Regions from separate parts of the Zea mays genome. Here region 2 is linked to region 1. The links are chromatin contacts, called in public Hi-C maps. All regions are on one chromosome and are shown on one strand. Each heading gives the region's core, a stretch centred on a gene start, on an enhancer-like site or on the middle of the called end of the contact. The rest is flanking DNA. Distances are from core to core; before and after follow the strand shown.

Region 1 (3,513 bases), core at 193-2,692:
GTAGCGCAGCATGAGCGGCAGCGACTGGCACAGCACGCCGAGGATGAGGAGGCCCGTGCTGACGTCCGCTTGGGTCTGCATATATATAATAATACGCACGCGCATGCATTATACACATTATTACTGATCGATGGCGCTCATGCAGTGTGGAGAAGAGGTTGACGACGCTCGTTCGTTGTTTGTACGCACGCACCCTGTCGTACGGCTGGTCGGAGCCGAGGTTGACGACGCCGCCGCAGAAGAGGGACGTGCCGAGCACGAGCAGCAGGTTGGAGAGGACGGAGCCGAGGAGGGAGCACTTGACGACCTCGATCTGGCCCTCCATGAGCGCGAAGAGCGCGATGATGAGCTCCGTGGCGTTGCCGCACGTCGCGTTGAGGAGGCCGCCCACTGCACACGCGCCATGCAGCAGAGCAGAACAGCAGCAGAAGCTAGCGTTAGGCTTGGAAAAAAGCCGGCCGTGTGGTAGGCTTGAAGAACTGACGACGCCCGTGACTTACCGGTGGGGCCGGTGTATATCGCGATCTGCCTGCACAGGAACGAACGACAAAGAGAACATAAAAACACTCATGATTGAAGAAGATAAGGCAAATTAATTAAAAAGGCTGAAAAGAGAGAGAGAGAGATAGGGGCTTACTCGGTGAGGAAGCTGACACGCTCGGCGAGGGGGATGAGGCCGAGTAGGCTGAGCGAAAACACCCACACCTGCCATGCCAGTGACAGTGAGTGAGCGAGGCAGTTCCAATTCAAATTTCGACCGGGTTTTAACACGAATGGATCGCATGTGGTCCGCAGGCTACAGAGAGACCCCACGGCGTGCAGGATAGGACGAATAAATGCGAGGAGCAAGGCGCCACATGCTGCTGGTCTGTTTTGATCCAGTGGATCGATGTGGCTGGAGTAAGGGATTGATTGATCGATTACCTGGCCGAAGTGCGCGCACTGGGCGGCGATGGCGAGCGGCACGGCGGGGAATAGCACGGCGAGCTTGGTGCCGAGGAACACCTCCTGCAGGTTGGCGAGGACGGGGCGGAGCGGCGCGAAGGGCACCCTGCGCAGCAGCGACGCGGCCGACTTGGACTTGGTGCGCAGCGCCGTCGTGGACATGCTGTGCGCCGTGCGCGCCGTCAGCGACCGCCCGTGGGGGCCCTGCCGCGCCGCGCGCAGCCCGCCGGCCTCCGACGCGTACTTCCTCATGCTCCGGGTCGACTCGGGCAGGCGATCCATCTCCTTCGCCGGCCGCCGGCCGCCGTCCGCACAGCGCAGAGTACACAACACTACCCCCTTGCGAGTCTGCTGCGGCTCTCTGTGGTGGAGGCGTGGGTGGAGTGGAGTCACTGGGCTGCCTGTGGGCGACCTATATACGTACAGCCCAGCCTGAGAGCGCGCTCGCTGTGTGGCAGTGGGCGAATGAATGAATTATTGTTGGAATTGATTGGAAACCATGGGTATCAAATTAACCAGGCTCTCATTTAATCATTGTGTTGTGCTTGATTGCCGATGGACGGGGGATCTATCTATCTGCTGGAGACTGGAGTAGCAGCAGCGATAGGAATATAGGAATTAAAGACCAATGCGCCTTGATGATTGGTCGGTTGATGATTAACTGATGAGAGGTTTGGCCGGTTTGCGAGAGATACGTACCGTACGTAGTAAACAAGAGGAGGAGAGGAATGAATTAATCATGCAAAAAGAAAATGCAAGAGAGACAGAGAGTCATCAGCGCCGCTCGCTGGAAGGAGTAATCAGTCATGGCCTGCTGGAGATGCGATGCGATGCGACGGGGGGGCGCGTCAGGGTCCAGCGAAGCTTCGCGGAAGCTTCGTCCGCTCCCCCTGGCCCCCTCCCACTCCACGTCCCCGCTGGCGTGCCGCCGCACGGAACGCGGGCCGGCCGTGCATGCAGCATGCGGCGCAGCCTCGTGCCGTTGCCGCTCTGGCTCTGGACGGACGCTGCCTGCTCTGACGCCGACGCCGAGAGGGATCGTTTCACGCTTCTTCACTGCTTCCACGAGTGCCTAGCGCTAGCGCCGTGTTACTCTTTGTGTGCGCGACGTGGCGGCGCATGTCCGAATCTTTGCTTACGACCGGCCATCATGCCACTCGATCGCAACCGAGATGTTTCGCCGTACGTGACCACTGCCGCCGTGCAATCGTCTTGGATTTGACGGGGAGAGGAGGAGCATGTACGTTTTGCCACTCGGGACTGCACAAGTGCCGCGATTGCGACGGCCACCCCCCCCCCCCCCCCCCCCTACCCGAATACGCGCACGGGACGCGGATACGGTCCACCATTCGTGAAGTCAGCAAATGATATACGAATACAATACTTTTTTAAAAAACTTCAACGATTGAACTGGGTTATAGTGTAGTGTGGAAGTTGAATAGGGAAAGGGCTGGAGACACCCTGTATATAATAATAGGTATCTTTTTAATTAGGGATACGGTAAAATATAATACAAAACATGGATATAGGGAGATCGGTTGGAATTAGTCTTACTTAAACATAGTCATAGTTGCAGGCTACAATGGTTTCAGTACGATCTCTCTTTGATACGCAAAACTATGTCCATATAAAGTTTGGATTGTGCTATCAAATTTCTAACCTTAAAAGGACGTTATAAAATATTTGATGCAACTTATAACGTAATGCATACGAAAAAGAAGACAGTGTCTACTATCGGTACCACGGAACTAACGTACCCCTTACTAATGTATTAAAACGCCGGTCCCACATGGTTATCTCTAATCGTGTGCTGAGGAACTGAGCAGCTCGAGGCCAACCCCGAACGGGAGATGTAGTCGCAACTCGCACACTCCAACGTGGCCAACCACTCCGATTCCATAACAGTGTCTATCCCTGCCTTATGGGTATGTCCGATGCTGCCACGTGTCCAGTGAGACGATATGTTCAGGGACTTCACCAATGAGTCTAGACTCTATGGGTGGGTCTGGGACCCTGTGTACAGAATCCGAACATCTGGACGCCCTGGAAGGCCTAAGGCCTCCACGTATACAAACTGGCCCCCGAGCAGGGATCCGGACCCCTGTAAATTAAAAAGCTTTAGCTAGTTCTTTATTATTTAACGAATAGTAATAAAGTTTATTTGAACATGTGTTTTACTTGTGAAACATGTTCCCTAAATATAATAAATTTTCTGATTCTTGAAGTTACATCTCCTAGAATAAATATGGTTGCTAATGTAGATTAATAAGGTTCCTATATCAATTTAGTTACACCGTTGTCGGTATCGGGTAGCAGAGGGGAGGAAGAAGTAGACGCGCCGTTTATCTATCTGTGAACAACTGAGATTAGACGAAGCATACCGCTTCGGCTAGGCGATTTGAGCGGCAGATCTCAAAATCGATGGCTCGGATGCGCCACGTGTTAAGGCTTTCGGTGGATCGTTAGATTAGATAAGGGGCGATAATGAATCGATCTTCATAAAATATGGGCCGCAAATCCACGATCCAATGGATCATGGATGAAACGCAACGATACCCCTTCGGTCTC
Region 2 (4,001 bases), core at 575-3,074, 240 kb after region 1:
TATGTTTATAATGAATTGTTGTTATGGCAGGGGATCCCTTATAGCAGCAGGTATCACTGCTCAGGTTTTTCTTATGTTAACCTGTAGCTCGGATAATGGTAGTTCCTACATTTCTGTCAAGGTTTGCAATTGACAAGCTTGCTGGCAAGCACTTTTTTCCTGCCTTATAGAGTTGTTTATTTTGGATATAGATTTAGAGGGCAACATATAATAAACAGTTAGTAAATAGTGTTTGGACCTCTTCTCGACCAATATAGATGTCTACAAAGAAGATATGTAGAGTCATTAAGTTGTGAGAACAACACTATCTGGATATCATATTCAACAAATCAATAAAGTTCTCCATATATTGTATATGCATATCTAAATTAATAATAAATTGATATTCTTATGATTTGAAAGCTGACATGTATTGTATACGTTCTTTGGATTATTCATAAATTCTTGTGGAATAATAAACTAACAGAAGCATCAGCTAATTGGCTGCATAAGAAAAAAAATATAAACCTTCAGTGGCTTTCTTCGGCGTTCTGAATTCAAGTTCAATTTGCTTACAGAAACTTGTTTCCTCTAGAAATTTGTTATGCCTAGTCGTCTATCTGGAACTGAATCCCATAACAACACATAAGTTTAGTATTCACCAAAAAAAGCGGAATGGAGCAATGGAGTTAAAGAAATAAGCGATGGAATATTATAAGGAAAACAAATTAAGTTGATTGAACAAAACCGCTTTTACCTGGAGAGAGAGAGAGAGAGAGAGAGAGAGAGAGAGAGAGAGAGAGAGGCGTTGTAGCGACATCAAAAGAAAAAAAAAAGCAAATTTATCGTATAATTCTGCATTGTAGCATAGTAATATAAGATTCATGTAGTTAATACGTTTTATGGTAATTGGTAACTGAGCATATGCGTTTCCAAGTAAAAGCGTGGCCAATAATCATATCGGAATGAAGTCATAATGTTGCATATTAAGCAGCCAATTGTATCGAATGTGACAACAAGGTTTTGATACATTGAAGTTCCATTTGTCTCATTTACTAAATTATTCCAACAATAGAATAGACATTTTCTCTTAAGATAAATACTTCTTTAAATCCTCTCATTTTTTGTGAACAAAAAAAAGAGCCTTATGCTATTTCATTTACCCTGTTCTCATCATTGATCTATGTCAAGTAATCAGAAACGAAGAACATGGATATCATAATCTGGAAAAAAAGATGGAATAACTTGTATCCGTATTTATATCCAAATCTATGGTTGCTGGTACTCTTTTATTTTTACTGCTAGCTGGATCTAAATACTCTTATACTGTTGATAATTAATAATCGGAAGTGCAGAATAGGTGATATGGGGGAGGCTGCGAGAGGGACCTCTGCGGAGCGCACAAGAGGGAGGATCCGGGAGTCATTGCGGAGCGCACGAGGAGGGAGAACGGAGAACCAGTGTTGCTGTCGTGGGGATCGGAATTTTTTCCCCAGACGACTCTTCGTGCGGAGCCTAGAATGTTCCCGACGACGAAGAAAAGCGGTATTTTTTTTTGGGGGTGAAGTCTAGCGGAGAGGACGAATGGTGATGATGTCCGATGAAGAAGCATCCAACGGATATGGTGAAACGAACTGACGTAGAGTGACGGGATTCAAGAATTGCTCCGCGAAGGTGAGCCATTGATTCGTGATCAAGTGGGTAGGAGGAATTCCAGTGTCCCATCAGTGTGATGGTTTGGAAATATGGTTTTCTGGAGGTAAATTGGACCATACGTGAGAAGGACCTTTTCCTAAAGGAACAGAAGGTATTTGGGCTGTCATTTGTTCGGCCTACTCAGCCCATTACACGTGAGTGACTACTTTCCCCATCCGACCTGCACATAAGCTGCCGCCACCGTGTCTCTCCTCTTCATCCACCTCGCGCGGAGTTCCGCAGCGGCGCAGCTCAAAATTCCTGCCCTCTCGCCATCAAATCATGCGAAGGATTTGCTAAACAGGCCATCCATGTTTTCGTCATCTGTCAGTGTCAGGTACTTGCAAATTTTCTAGAAACCTTCTTTAGAGATCCGACTAATCCATTCCGTCGATCGAGTCCCGTCCGCTCCATATGGAAGAAGGCGGCCGCCATGACCATGACGCGGGCGACCGCATCAGCAGCCTACCCGACGACCTCCTCTTCTCAATCCTCCTCCGCATCGGATCCATTCGCGCCGCCGCGCGCACCAGCGTGCTCTCCCGCCGCTGGCGCCACGTCTGGGCCCGCCTGCCCGAGCTCCGCCTCGGCACATGCGACGAGCAGCCGGGGGCGACGTTCCTGGACTTCGTCGACGCCGTCCTCGACGCCTGCTCCGCCCCGGCCGTCCACCGCCTTGAGGTGGCCATGTACTGCCATGGCCTTCGAGTCCATGCGTGCCGCCTCGTCCCGTGGCTACGCTTCGCCTCGCAGCGCCGGGTGGGGGATATCCATATCCAAGTGCCATCCCAGAAGAAATTCTTCTTGTCTAAGCCCATCAAAGAGGAGCTCGAGCTTCCCGTGTGCGATGGAGCGACGAGAATCACCCTCTCGCTCGAGCGACGATGGAGCCTCCGCCTCTGTCCGGCGGGCTCGTTCATGTCGCTGACCGACCTGCACATAAGCTGCGCCACCATGGCAGGCAGCGAGCTTGGCAACCTTGTGTCCGAGCAGTGCCCGCTCCTGAGGAATCTGTACCTTTTCGTCAGGCTGGCTGCTGCTTCCAACGTGTCCATACACTCCAACTCGCTTCAGTCCCTCTCATTCAACGTCCAAAACACCCAGAAGCTAGAAGTCATGGCCCCTAAGCTTGAAGTGCTGGCCGTATGTGATGCCACTAAGGCACATATCTCTGCCCCAAAGCTCTCCGTGGTAAGTTGGGACAATGACACTGGCTACAACCCTCTGTGCCACCACTTTGCCAATGCTGCCCGTCACCTCCGCCTGCTACACTTGGGCTCAAAGTGTGTATCCGCTTCCCTGATGCGTCAATTCGATGAAGTTGATGTGCTGAAGCTGAAGCTGAACCTCCTCAATATTAAGGTGCGTTGGTAGAAGCCATATATTTTTTCTGGAAAAACAACTGTTTTGCCTTCTGATCTTGTTATCACATTATTTCTCATCCTGGCAGGGAACAGAGGCATACACAAATTTATTGAATGAAACGGCTGCACTACCCAAGTGTGAGGAATTAAAGTTACGAGTGTCATTAAGGGCTTCCCAACACAACTTTGCATCAATCATGTTTCATATCTTAAGGAGCTGCAACAATACAAGGAGGATTTCGATAAAGATCGATTCTAGCATGGTAATATCCATACTTCATGCTTCTGCAAATGTGTCCTTTAATTGATGGCTTGGTTCAAGGCAACTTTAGCCTTCTCTGATTTCCTTTTTTTTTTGGGGGTGGGGGGTGGGGGGGGGGGCTGGGGAGGGGGACGACTAGGGGAAGACCTTAATGGTTACTAAAAAATAACTAATCATATGACATAGGCAACTTTCGACGTAACTAAGTAATGCTAGTCTCAACCACATAGGTCTATATGCTGGTAATATCCATAGGTCTATATCTACTACCACATTGTGCCACAACGGATACCCGTTACCTGCTCGTCTGCCCACTACAATTTCAGCATCAGTATCAAACAAAAATTTTATCGCAATTCAACAATTCCAGTACCAAACAACAATATATAATTTAAGGTATGGATAACCACATGTTTGATACCCATATGAATATTACATATCCATACCCGCGATTTTTCCTGCGGATGCCTTATTATATCCATACCTATACACGTAGATAACAAATTACGCAGTATCCATACTCGATGGATAATTATCTCCAATTATTTGTCCATACTCGTACACTACCATCCCTAATCTGATGGACAGTCTCGAGGCGTGTTCGTGGTTTCTCCAGTGTATATCGTGGGGAGCTCCTTTAGGACTCTGAAGCCAGGTTGTTACTCCATCTCCCACGAATGGTCCAAGCCCCAGTGGCAGCT

Evidence for each region. Hi-C and Micro-C count contacts between places; a contact is called where the count stands out from the background.
Region 2: a contact with region 1 is called in a Hi-C map of leaf, with 4 times the contacts expected there. The contact joins the promoter of LOC103651631 here to the promoter of LOC100192109 in region 1. A contact is called at or near these places in 2 of 25 Hi-C or Micro-C datasets (both in leaf).

Annotation. Positions count from the first base shown.
Region 1 is chr3:232,973,089-232,976,601 of Zm-B73-REFERENCE-NAM-5.0, forward strand. LOC100192109 reads right to left here and starts at 1,443. Exons shown (of 11, transcript NM_001360697.1): 1 at 925-1,443; 2 at 638-705; 3 at 501-529; 4 at 194-390; 5 at 1-75. The coding sequence starts at 1,227.
Region 2 is chr3:233,216,557-233,220,557 of Zm-B73-REFERENCE-NAM-5.0, forward strand. It overlaps LOC103651631 (F-box protein At4g22280), which reads left to right and starts at 1,825. Exons shown (of 3, transcript XM_008677298.3): 1 at 1,825-3,036; 2 at 3,125-3,301. The coding sequence starts at 2,089. It overlaps LOC103651632 (a long non-coding RNA gene), which reads right to left and starts at 1,634. Exons shown (of 2, transcript XR_564866.3): 1 at 1,368-1,634.